Regions from separate parts of the Rattus norvegicus genome. Here region 1 is linked to region 2. Evidence: chromatin contacts called from public Hi-C data. All regions are on one chromosome and are shown on one strand. Each heading gives the region's core, a stretch centred on a gene start, on an enhancer-like site or on the middle of the called end of the contact. The rest is flanking DNA. Distances are from core to core; before and after follow the strand shown. Region 1 holds the start of Tmem51 (transmembrane protein 51). Region 2 holds the start of Efhd2 (EF-hand domain family, member D2).

Region 1 (6,534 bases), core at 2,283-4,782, 200 kb after region 2:
TCATACAACTTGTCCCCCATGTGGCCACACCCCCTCTGGATCTCATGAAGGACCCCAGAAGGGAGTCTGGGCTTTAGTGTGCATGCACAGGTCTCCGGTCCTTCTGAGTTACTTGTGAGTGTGGCGCTCGGATGGCTAGAAGCCCCTTTCTACCTGCCTCACGACAGAATCCTCCAGTTGGCTCTAGGCAACGAGAGACTTGACACACAGAGGGTGTTCCTGAGACTGCTAAGTGCAGGACGTATCCCCGAGTGCCAGGGCACTGGCCATAAAAGTGAAAGGAAGCAGCAGGCCAGATACAGATTCCTCACACCCCGTGGAGAGAAGCTTCTGGAACTTTCCCAGTGCCTCTCACTCCCTAGAATCCCGCCCTGGGATCTCTTTTTGATCTGCAGCTACAACAAGAGATGGGAGAGGCTCCCTGCCAGCCTCAGAATGGGGAAGGGCAAACATGCAGAAATATGTTGCTGTACATCTGCAGCCCCCCCCCCCCAATAAAACCCTGAAAGGCCAAGCTGCTCCTAGAGGACATCAGCAGGAGCTGCCTCTTCTGTACCCACTGTAGCCAGAGAAAGGCCCTGAACCTGTGACATCAGGAACCCAAGCAACAGCTGGAGAGTCCGGGCCCTGCCAACATCCTGGGAGCTTGTGGACTCTCTGGTGGGAAAGAGAGCAGCTTTTTGGGCCTCCCATGGAGTTCAGGAATCTTGCCCTCGATCGTCAGTCACATGTGAAGGTCCCAAGTTAATCCCTGTCTCCTGTATGGTCCCTTACCCAGTGCCCCTCAGTGTCTCTACTGTCCAGAGCCAGTTTGCCTCCTCCTGGCTGAATTAAGTCTTTCTGAATTAAGTTTAAGAATGTCTAGTCGTGGGGTTGGGGCTTTAGCTCAGTGATAGAGCACTTGCCTAGCAAGCACAAGGCCCTGGGTTCGGTCCCCAGCTCCAAAAAAAAAGAAAAAAAAAAAAAAAAGAATGTCTAGTCGTTTCGGCCGTGACTTGTTTGGTGCCAGGGATAGAACTCAGGGCCACACATGACAAGCAAGTACTCTATCCCTGAGACCCCAGCCCCCAACCCTCACGCCAGAATTATCTGAACCTTAAGATCAGATGACTCCCCTGCCTTAAGACCTAGAATAGAACGTGTGTCCACACTATCCACCTTCAGCAGCTCCTGGCTAACACAAAATGCTTGATCTACCTCTGCTCACTTCGTGGGATGCTTCCACACACCCCTGCCAGTCCAGTCCATCTCATCGTAAACCCCTGGACCTTAACTTTCCCCTCAACCCACTCACAAACCCACTCACACTACCCGAATGGAACCCCACCCAGCACATTCCCACACCTATAGACCTCCACATTATTGTTCCTGTCATCTCATCCGCTCCGACATCTTCCTCTCCTGTCCCCAGGGATGCCGACATCTCGATGACTACACCAGTCCTCACTTTTTTCTCTCTCTAGGCCCACTAATATGTTAACTACAGAGTATATGCCACCGATGCCTTACTGAAGTCTAGGAGGTCGGCGTTCCCATCTTAGAGGAGGAGACAGGCTCAGAGGGGGTGAGGGGACTGTCCACTCTCCCTCACACAACCCTTGTCATATCTACCACTGACTTCCTTGATTGCCTGATTGGCCAGGCCTAGTCGTGGTCGATGCCCAAATGACCAACAGAATCGACACCAGTCTCTCTTTCTCTCCAGTCACCCTTTTCTTTCTGTCTGGGTTGGGGAAATCTTTGATCATTTCTGAGGGAGATCTTTGGAAAGGAGTAACTCTCCCAAGGACCCGTGAGTGACAGGTCTCAGTGGGGAAGCTGCTTGACCTTTGAGACCAACCTTCAAGTTATCCTTCAAAACAAAAACCAGAGGAGGTCCTGGAGGGGACAGGTGGAGATCCCCCGCCCCTGCAAGCCTGCTTAGCTTACTTAGGTCCTGCCCCTTGACTCTGCTCCCGACTTCCATCTCTAAGTTCCCATATTGGCCAAGGACCTAGCTCAGGGCCACATGCACCATCAGAGGAGCAACCCACACCACCTTGCAGATTCCAGGACAGGACTCCTGCTCCTACCTTGTGGTTGAGAAAAAAATTTCTCTCTTAAAGTGGCCAATGTGATAATGAGACTTGGTGTTCCCTCCTCAAATGCACCCCCAACACTCACACCAATTACGAGCAAACTTACTGTGTCATAGGTATTTTGTTCTCCTCTGCACCCTGTATCTTACCTACGGCCATTGGTCTGTGAATGCTTAGCTTCAGCCCAGCGCTCCGTCATTCCCATTTTACAGGCGAAGAAACCAAGGATCCTGGAGGACCCCTGGCTCTCCACCCCTTCATTGCTTCTTAATGCGGTAACAGTCAGAAGGAAGTTAAGAGTAGATAGTGTCCACTCCCACATTACAAGGACAGGGGCTCACGCGGCCGGCTCAGTGCCCTATCCAAGTTCTTTCCTCTCAAAAGCACCAGTGCCCAGGTGCCTCTGTCCAGACACAAGCGGATGCCACCTGTCCCCGCCAACAGGGGGCCCCCGAGGCCGAAGCCAGAGCGACGCGGGGAGGCGGGAGTACCCCACATCGGCCGGGTGCGGCTGCTGAGGGTGCGGGGCCCGGAGTCCCCTGAGGAACATGTCCGACATGATGCTCCGGGACGCAAAGATACCAAACTCGGGCCCTACCGCACACTTTTCAGTGCGGGGACGCAGACTCACCCCGAAGGCAGCGAGCCACGCCGGGTCTCTGTCCGGAGGCCCGGGGCTGGGGGTTCCGCGACACCCCCACCCCAGGCAATCACGGGTCGCGGAGCCGGAGCCGGGGAGCACGGCGTGGAGTGGGCACGCGGCCCAGGGACCTCTGTGGTGATCAGCCAGCACGGCCCACAGCGCGGAGAGCAGGAGGGAGGGAGGGAGGGAGGGACCGAGGGCGCTCGCAGGAGGCGCCGCCCACCTGCCCACCCTGCGCCCTACGCCACCAGGCGGGGACCCGGACCCTGGGGCGGAGCTGCGCAACGCAGTGCAGGGTCCTGGGCCTCCCACTCTGCGCCTGGGAAATGGCTGTCTAGGGGGCCACTTGCGGGATAATGGGAGCTGCGAGTCCCTGTTCGGCAACCTCACCTGTCTGTAAACACACCTTCCTGTGCGCGCAGGGCGCCGACTCCTTTCCACCCGAGACTCCTGGAAGGAGGAAGGAAGCGAACTTTTCCCAACCTCTCAGCTCATGCTCTCCGCCAGCTCCCCATTCTCTGGTGTCCCGGACGCTCTCCGGATCGCTACTTTGAGCCCTAGTCAGTAGTGTCCCCTTAAGGAACGCGTTCCCGGCTTGGCAGAAAACTTTCCAGCGAATCACAGGCTGGCTTCTTCCTCCGCCTGGAGTTGGGGAGGGCGCCTCACCTGCCTGGAAGTTTGCCTAGGAACCCCACGACTCCAGGCACGGATCTGCGTCTCCTGCCAGCTCTGAATTCCGACCTGGGTGGCTTCGTGGGTGCGCGCCCAGCTCTTTGAAGTTAAAGGCCTGAGAAGTCCTTGGGCAGCCCGGGAGTCAGAGAATTCGGCTGGGGACCAAAAGCGCCTCCTACTGGGGGGTGACCGCTTTCTGGATAAACCGCACAGCTTGGGTGCAGCCAAATTCACTTGGAATTCCTGGGTACCCCTGATGGGCAAATTCACCAAGCTGTATACTTCCGGAGTCCAATCACAATCTATACGTTGCACTAATAGCTAGCAAGGGCTTAATTTGGGAATGGCTTGTGGTTTTGGAGGTGCAAAAGGCATTTTTGGAAATAGAGGCTCAGAGCACAAGAGTAACTGCTGACAACATCTTGTATCCTTACTCTGAACCAGGCCTAGGTTCCCACCGATTCCCCCGCCCTGAGCATTCTCCCTCAACCCCCTCTTAACCCTGCACAGCCCAATCTTGTGTTGGCATTTTGCCCTGACAGACTCGAGGCAGGTCATTCAGACAGTCCAAAAGGTGGAAACAAGGAATACTGGTACTTTTCCATGACGGGATCCAGTCCCAGACCCGCCCCTACTCTGCTAGGTAGAGTAATCTAGCTGGAGAGGTCGGGCTCTTCCCAATGAGGGGAGACCAAGGACTTAATAGTCAAAGCTGACTAAGAGAAAAACCAAGAGAGTCACAAAGGAAGCGTGCTCTGCTCACCCTGTCCAACCTTCTACCTTAATGGACTTTTTTTCTTGCATCTTCCCACACAGGAGCTGCCTTCCTCCTTATCCCATCACACTGCCAGCTCACCAGGGCCCGAGGCATGCGTCCTTGGAGGAAATGATCCAAAGAGGTGACTCTGAAACAGTGACTTTCTGTTACCTGTTGTGCTGTCTTGTGAGCTTGACGCAAGCTATAGTCATCTTTGTGGAAGGAACCCCAAACGAAAAAATGCCGTGCGTAGGACATTTTCTTAATGAGTGATTAATAAGGCGCAGTCCATTGCGGGGACCCCTGGACTGGTGGTCCTGAGTGCTGGAGAAAGCAGTCAGAACGACCATGAGGAACAAGCCAGGAGGCAGCACTCTTCCTCAGCTCCTGCCTCCAGGTTCCTGCCCTGCTTGAGTTCATGCCAAGTACCCCGCCTGCACGTGCACTCGCACAGACACACGACACACACACACACACACACATGCATGCATGCATGTATGTGTGCACAAACGCATGCATGTGCACACACATAAGAACATGTACACACACCCACACATACACACCCACGTGTGCATACACACCCACGAGCGCACACCCCCACACACACACACGTGGTCATGTTGTTTCATTGCAGCAGTATTAACCCTAACTAGACCATCTATTACCACAGGGCATTCAGGTTGGGGTTTGATAATGGTTGCCATCTATTGAACTCCATGCTGCAAACATCTGACCTTCACAGAACACTAGGAGGAAGAGCCTTCTGACCTTTCAGGGAAGCCTCAAAAAAATTAGGAGAGTTCTATTCTTGGATCTACCAGCACTGAGAGAGTTGGAATTTAAGCTGAGGATCTCTACTGGACCCTGGCTCTGAGTACCCACGCCAGGAATTTCCAATGCTGAGTAAGCACGCTGGCAGAATTGTGGGTACCCAAAGCAGTTCATATCTCAGTCTCCAGAGCCCAGTACCTCAGATGGTAGACTGTAAGTATGACCGAGCTGAGAATCTAGAGATTGGGGTCACCCAAAGAGGTCACAGGGGCTTTTATCAGAGGAAGGTAGGAGGGTACGTCGTATCTGAGATGTAACAGTGGAAGAAGGAAATCAGATAAAGCTTCTGAAAAGGGACCTGTGACAGCCATAGGATGTTAAGAGCCTATACGAGCTCTAAACGGTGGGAACAGATTACGTGGTTGGAAGCCCAGAGGGTCTTCACACTTGCTAAGGATCTTTACACTTGTCATTGCGTTTAGCCTGGGAGGAGCCGGTACCTGACCTCTAGAGCTGTAACCTTGTGACTCTAAGCCCTGCAGCAGTTCCTGGCGGTTTGTTACAGTAGCCACAGGGAATGGATACATCGAGCACTCTCAGCTGAATAGGCCAACGCTGATTTCACCCGCCCTTCTGCTGACTGTCCACTGGAAAACTCTTCTCTCAAGAGACACCAGAATATAGCTTGAATCACAGATTTAGGAAGAGGGTAGGATTTCATCAGATCTGTCTGTATTTATTTATTTATTTATTTATTTATTTATTTATTGGCTTCTCTGCCATCTTGAACTGTGTGACCTTGGGAAAATGTCTTATCCTCTCTGGGCCTCAGTTTCTTTCTTTAAATGTAAAAGCAGTAATGTTGGCTGGGTACACAGGGGGCACATGCCTACGGCCCCGGATGCTTCAGATGCTGAGGCAGGAGGATTGCACATTTGAGTTCACTTTAGGCAATCTTCTTTTGTTATCAGTGAGGAGTCAAAGCTTGGGTCTCATGTACGGGACCTGGGTACTTTTCCATTACACTACCTCTGCAGACCTAGCTTGAGTAATTTAATGAGACTCTCTCCAAAACAATAAGCTAATTAAATTAAATAATCCTTAAAACAGGGGCTGAGGATGTAGCTCAGTGGGGAGAGTGTTTGCCCTACCTGTGTTTCTCAGCGTGGCATGAAGCCCAGTGAGGTGGCACATTCTTGTCATCCTAGCACTGAGTAGGTAGAGGCAGGAGGATCAGAACTGCAAGTCATCCTTGTGTGTATAGCTAAGTTTGAGGCCAGCCTGGGCTATGTGATATCCTGTCTCATCGTGATGATTACAATAATGAAACTCATAGCCCGTGTGTGGCCCTGGGTCCCATCCCCAGCACATTAGGAAGAAAAACAGAGTAAGAATAGTGATACTAAAAATACCCCCTTCCAGGATCAATATGAGTATCTGAGACAGCAGGATGTGCTGTTCTGTGTGAGTCCCTGTGGAGTCTGAACTGCAGTTGCTGGTCCCTGACCTGCCCACTCCGGAACACAGGACCCTTTAGAGCAGGTTTGTCTGCTGTGCCATTCTTGAACTCTGGCTGAGTGGCCACATGGTGCTCAAAAATGAAAGTCTAGCTG
Region 2 (6,799 bases), core at 2,081-4,580:
AAGAGGGTGGGGTACAGGCTCTAAGATGCCGGACCAAAGGGGGAAACTCAGTACATGTCATCTCTAGGCCCCACCTCCAGAAAAACCCATGATTCCGAGCTGGTCACTTCTCTCTTCTGGATCTCAGTTTTCCTGTCTGTAAAATGGGGAGAGGGGCTGGAGTCAGCTGGCAGTGCTGTTTCCTCCGGCACTCCCTCAACCACTGTTCTCAGGCGGTATCTGCTCGTCCACACTGAATGCATGGACCAGAAGACTGCACCGCAGTTCTGAAGAACATCAGTGCTCCAGAGCCCTTAGAAATAAGGCTAGAACATAAGTGTCTTTGAGACTCATCACACACAGCCCATTCCTCTTACACAGGGGTAGACTGAGGTCCAGGGATGACAAGGAAGATGACGCAGGAAGCCTGGCCTCCTAGCCGCCAAGGAAAAGCTAGCTCCACTTTCCAAGGGCACCAGTTCCACTCCTCCCTGCCCTCTGCTCTCAACAGAGCCCTGGCTCAGATCCTGGGACCTGCTGGGCCCCAGGAGGCAACCGCCGCTTGCACAGTGGAAACAGATCGTGTATTTTGTGCTCTGAGAAGCTAGCTGTGGCTGTTCCCAGCCGGGCCCCGGCTGGGCTGGGCTGATGGGGCACAGTGAAGCCTTGTTTCCCTGAATACAACATCAGCAGCTCTGTGCCCCAGCAAGGGACCCTGGCGAGTGGCGTTTCCTTCTCCTGAGGTCCAGCTTTCTGGCTCCTTCCTGCCCCTCCCAACACCCCAGCACGCAGCACTAGTGCCAAGAGGTAGCTCTGAGGAGGCCAGGACTCTCTCATCTCCACAAAAGCACCTCTCAATTAAACTGCTCCCCCCAAAACAGCCTGTGTGAAACTGAGTACAAACACAGCTTCCAGACCATTGTCCCCACGGGTTCCCCACAAATCCAAGTGGTCTCTCCCGAGTTTGCTCTTTGGGGGTGTCACACAGCGGGGGGGGGGGAGAGAGACGGGGGGAGAGAGAGAGAGAGAGAGAGAGAGAGAGAGAGAGAGAGAGAGAGGTGTCAGGATGTGATTTGAGACACTGACACAGGCATCTGTGAGAGACAGTTCTGAAGGGAAGGCTGGGGCTTTTGAAGCTATGCTGTCTGAGTTCGAATCCTAATCCTGTCATTTTGTAGCTGTAAAGTCCTGGGTCACAGGGCTGCTGGGAGGCATGTGTGGGCTGCACCGCCTCAGTCCTATCTCAACAGAGATCTATGACACACGAATATCCTCTGGGACACTCCCACAGGCTGGCTCTACCTGGAAGTCACAGTTGCCCTAAGATTCAAAAGCAAGGAATGCGGATTCCTGCTCTCCTGGCCTAGTCAGTCAGCGCAGACTGAAGCCAGTGGGTATCCCCTCACCCTGGAACCTCCATGGAGAAGTTTGGGAGTGTATTCCAGCAGCACGAGGGACTTTCTAGTCACCCACAGACTGGGTGGGAAGTGGGAAGTGGGACGCAGGAAAGCCCTCTCTGGACCCCGGATGGAGGAAACGCCCCCTTCACGGGCTTCCCGATTGGTGTCTGGGTATTGTCAGCTGGGTGTGGCTGGGGCTCTCAATCCTTTACCTGCCTGCAGTTTTCTGCTTTGGGACTCCCTGCGTACCCCACCCAAAACTCAGCTTCAGTGGTTTGGATCCCTCTGCGCCCTACTCGGGCCTGGTACCTGGAGGACTGTTTCCTTTCCAGGAACCATAGGTGGCTTGATCAAAGTAGGGCCGACGGTCCTATGGAGGGCACCTTCTCTACCCCCATGGGTACTCTCTCTATCCCCTCCATATTGCTTTATTTTGTGGGGCGGGCGTGGAATGGCTGGGCCCGCAGGTCTAGGGGACACCCTAATCTGGTAAGGGTACAGCTTGGGATCACAGGAACTGGAGTGTGGCGGTTGGAGACCCCAGGCAGGGCACATAGCAAGGGGTCCCCTTTCTGCCCAGAGAGTACGGGAACAGGGCGCCGGGTACCGGGTACCGGGCACCGGGGATTGTATGGGAGGGGGAAGACTATTGCTGAGAAGAGGGCTGCCTTCTGATAAAGGGCAGGGGAGTCACCACTGCACCGCCCGCCGCTGAGTGAAGGGGTTCCGGGTGGAGAGCTCAGGGAGGTGGACTCACAGTGTGTGGAGAAGGACTAAGCCCCAGGGGACTCTGTCCTGATAATAGGGGAAATACATATTTGAAGACTGGGGGGACAGGGACAGAGGAACCCTCTCCTAGTGTGCGGTCACACAGTGTTAAGGAAACGGGACATGGCCAACAGGGTGGGCAGGAGTGGAAAGGCTGAAGCGTTTTTTTTCACCCATGGTAAGTAAACAGAATAACTGAGGTGTGTGTGTGTGTGTGTGTGTGTGTGTGTGTGTGTGTGTGTGTGTGTGTGTGTATGTGTTTGGCACGGGGGAGGTAGTCCCAATCTAGAACTAGAGAGACCAGAGCTAAGCAGAAGAAATTAAAGGACCCTAGTAAATGGCATATGTTTCGCATGGGTGCCGGGAATGTCCCCTTAAGAGGCAATAGGGGTGCCTTATCGCGGTGGGGGGTAGGGAGTCCAGTAGTTGGGACAGGAGAGGAAGGGAGGAAGCCACTGGCCCTTTCTCAGTGTGTGTGGGTTTAGGGTGGTAGGTGCAGTAACATTAACAGTGGGAAGGGGATCGGTTCCCTGATGTGGTGGTGGTGGGAACTCGCTGGGGACCTGCGATTATCTAGAAGGAACCTCGGGGTGCTCCCAACCCGTGTGGAGTATCCCGAGGGCAGCATCACCAGGAGGAGGGGGTCACATGCCAGGACCGGGAAAGGGGGTTCCCCAGATCCACTTGCGTGCTTGGGTGGTGGGTCTGGAAGCCTCGTGGCTCTCTGGAAGGGGTAGCAGAGTTCCCCACCCTGGTGGGTCCGGGTCCTGGGGGAGCCTAGCTGGGATTACTGGAGGTTCGGGCCCGAGGCCGGGTCTAGGGTGGTGGGAAACCGGGCGCGAGGGCACTCACTGTTTGAACATCTTCTCCATGTCTTTGATCTGCTTCCTGGAGAACTCCTTGAACTCGGTGTAGGGGTTGAAGACGCGGCGGCTGGGCGACTGCGGCTCGCCGATGCCCTGGTTGAGGTCCGCGCGCCGCAGCAGCTTGGCGCTCAGCTCGTCGTCCGCGCTGCCCAACGCCTGGGCAGTCTCGTCGGGAGCCTCGGCCGCCGCCGCTGCCGCCCCGTTGAGCCCCGGCTGCTCCGTCGCCTCGCCGCCCTCGTCCTCCATCTGCAGCCTCCGACTCAGCTTGCTGGCCAGCTCGTCCGTGGCCATGGTGGCCCGCGCACCGTTGCCTCGGCCGGGCCCCTGCTCCGCGCCGCGCACCCGGCCGCGCTCTTCCTCTTCCTGACACTCCCCGCCGCCAGGCGCCGCCCTGAAGGTGGGACTTAGGGGACCGCCCGCCCCCGGGCTGGCTCCCGCCGCCTCTGCCGCGTGCCCAGTCCCTCTCAGTCCCCGGGGGGGGGGGGTCATGTGCATTCTGCTTCCTAGCTCTTCATCGTCGTCCCCCTCCCGCCCCCCCCCAGTGAAAAACCATCAACATCTCTCTGATGACCTCTGGGGGACCGCTGAGTCCCGGGAGCCCTCTGGAAGGAACCCGGGGAGGGGGGCGTCCCAACCCTGCGGGAGGGAAGAGGGTCCGCTCGCATGAGGTGGCTGTGCGTTCAGGGACTGGAGAGGGGCGCGGCTCCCAGCCCCTTCTCTAAAAGGGGTTTGTATTTCTGATACGCTGTCGGTTGCCATGGAGACCACTGGTGGTGAGCCGCTGGGCATTCTTGATAAGGTTGCAGGAGTCTGAAGAAGGTGGACCCTAGCTAGCACCAGAGTCCAACTGAGACTGTCTCCGGGGCCGTAGTAGCTGGCATCATTCAAGAGTGGGGTAGCTGCTATGAGGGAGGTGAATCCTACCAGTCCTCAAAGGTCCCCGAAGAACTGGGGAAAGGGGAAGGGGTTAGCTCGTCCTGTTACAGAATGATTCAGCACAATAAGCTGCTTGATCCGGTGGATGCCTGGGACTCTACCTCAGAGGGGTTTCAGAAAGATCTCCATGTTGCCTCTTTGATGAGGATCCCGGGGGTGGGGGGTGACCTTCTCTCCAAAAGCTCAGGAAAGGGGGCTGGAAAGGAGGAGTTCAGAGAGAATTTGTCTCTGTCATCTAGTCTGTCACTTCAAAACCAGCAAACCTAGGCTGAAGAGAAGGCTCGGTTATTAAGAGTGGTCATCGCGCTGGTGAAGGAAGGACCTTCTAGCGTCCGTGCAGGGTGGGGGTAGGGAAGGTCAAATCACAAAAGGCCTGTAAGTCCAGCATCAGGGATCCAAGACCCTCTTCTGGCCTGCTTCTGCACCTGCACTCACAAGCATATACCCCTCCCCCACGTCCACATAATGAAACCTAAAGTAAATCTTTGAGCAGGGTGTATGTAGCCTTTAGTCCTAACACTCGGGAGGCAGAGAGGTTACCCAGTTCGGTCATTCTGGTCCACAACCAGGAGTTCCAGGCTAGCTGCATAGAGAGAAGCCCTTCTAGATAGATAGATAGATAGACAGACAGACAGACAACAAACTCTTAAAACTACAAAGCTATGGTACTCTGGCGTCAACTGCAGGGGCACTAGCCACAATACTGATTCCCAGGTCCCACCTAGATTGACAGACCTGTCCTTTGTCACTGGGGTCCACAAAGCTGCTTTCCACAAGCACTTGGGGAAAACTTTACTCTTTGGAGTTAAGAGTCTCTGGTACAGATGGGGTGTGTATTCTCTAAGATGTTAGGACAATGCTGGGGACCCAGATACTGCCCACTCCTAAAAGCAGGGTGCAGAGAAGACATGGAGAGGGCTGGCTAAAAGGTGACGACGCTGTGAAAACAGAGGGTACCCGAGAAGCTGCTGGCTGCAGCAGGATGACTCTCAGAGGAAGACATCCATCAGTATTTGTTGATGCGTTCAAAAATATTGTTGAAGGAAAAGGGATTTGCAAGAGTAAAATGGATACAGAAGGAACCGGTAGTTTAGAAAATGCAACATTTCGATTCACTGTTTGTAAGGTTGCTAAGTCTGATAAAGATGCTAATTAAGTTTAGAGATTTTGATTTCTTAAAGACCAAGGGAGTTACACTTCCTTAGTGTTGGGTAGTTTAGTCCAGCTGCTTGTAAAAGGAACCCAGCTTACTTATTTCATAGGGACCGAGGACAGGGGAGGGGCGCACAGAGATTGGAACATTTAAATTACATCTGCACACGTCTATGTTTGTCTAGGCTGTCCTTGTAAAGTGTGAAGGTTACTTTTAAAACTGTGGTGAGCCTCAGTTTACCCAAACTTATGACTTTATTTTAGATAGATATCAGTAGCCCAGGCTAACCCCATCCTCTCTGTGTAGCCGAGGATGATGCGTTTCTGATATTTCAGCTTTCTAAATGTTGGGAGAACAAGATCTGCACCCTTAGATGCTGTTTATATGATGCTAGAGATTGAACTCAGGGCTTTGAGCATGCTAGCCCAGTGCCTTACTGTCTGATCCATATCCCCAGTCTGATTTCTTGTTCTGTTTGTGAGACAGTCTCCCTTTTCAGTCTGAGGGCTTGGACTTGCCATTTGGTCTAGGCAGACCTTAAACTATAGATTTCCCTGCTTCAGCTTCTCGGGTGCTGTGATCACAGGTATCCGGTGCACTCTGGGAGAATGTATGACAATCTAATGGTTCTTCAGGACTCAGCAGTGTCTTAATTATGGGCAGTTTTGCATCTACTTGACTTCACCGGGATGAGGATATCTGATGGGTCTGCTGTCCGGAGAAGTCATTCATATGAGATGAATCTGGGGTCTAGTTTGAACTCTTTGAAGGGGGTGTGTCTGTGTGTGTGTTAAACTCTACTTAACATCCTACTTAGCTTGCATAGGTAAAATCCTGGGGCAGGAGGATGAACACCTTGATGCACAGGTAACGGAATTTCTCTCTTATCTGCTACATCTCGAGAAAGAGAAAGGTTACCGGAGCCTTAGTACCTCAGCTCAGGACACCCTTCTGGGTGAGCAACTCCCCAGTCCATTTTAAATTTTATATTAAATCATTATTATTATTATTATTATTATTATTATTATTATTAATTTGAAGCATGTGTTACTGGTGGTCAGAGGACAATTCTTTTTTTTTTTTTAAGATTTATTCATTTATCACATATAAGTACACTGTAGCTGTCTTCAGACACACCAGAAGAGGGCATCGAATCCCATTACAGATGGTTGTGAGCCACCATGTGGTTGCTGGGAATTGAACTCAGGACCTCTGGAAGAGTAGTTGGGTGCTCTTAACCGCTGAGCCATCTCTCCAGCCCCAGAGGACAATTCTTAGCGTTTGGTTCTCTACTTTCCTGGTACCTAGGAATGGCACTCAGTTAAGCACTTTTTGTTTTTTGTGTTTTTTGTTTTTTTTTGAGACAAAAATCTCGCTCTGTAAACCAGGTTGGTCAAGATCTCACTAGATAGCTCAGGCTGGCCTATAACTGTTATCAATGCTCTGGTTTCAGCGCCCTGAGTATTGAGACCAAGGCATGGGTCATTCTACTCAGCTTGGGAAAGCTCTGAAAACTACTCTTGGGTTACCTGTGTACACACACACACACACACACACACACGAAGGCCAGAGGTCTTTGGCTGTCATTTCTCAGGCTCAGTTCACCTGTGTTTTGAGACAGGGTTTTCCACTAGCCTGGAAGTTGTGGAGCAGACGCTTTCCAAACGTGTGCGGTGGGGGTTGAACTCAACTCCTTG

What was found. Hi-C and Micro-C count contacts between places; a contact is called where the count stands out from the background.
Region 1: a contact with region 2 is called in a Hi-C map of mammary epithelial cells, with 2.7 times the contacts expected there. The contact joins the promoter of Tmem51 here to the promoter of Efhd2 in region 2. A contact is called at or near these places in 3 of 12 Hi-C or Micro-C datasets (frontal cortex, liver and mammary epithelial cells).

What each region holds. Positions count from the first base shown.
Region 1 is chr5:159,655,359-159,661,892 of GRCr8, forward strand. It overlaps Tmem51 (transmembrane protein 51), which reads right to left and starts at 3,533. Exons shown (of 3, transcript NM_001109273.1): 1 at 3,128-3,533.
Region 2 is chr5:159,456,663-159,463,461 of GRCr8, forward strand. It overlaps Efhd2 (EF-hand domain family, member D2), which reads right to left and starts at 3,331. Exons shown (of 4, transcript NM_001031648.1): 1 at 3,000-3,331. The coding sequence starts at 3,304. It overlaps LOC120103027 (a long non-coding RNA gene), which reads right to left and starts at 2,993. Exons shown (of 2, transcript XR_005505082.2): 1 at 1-2,993.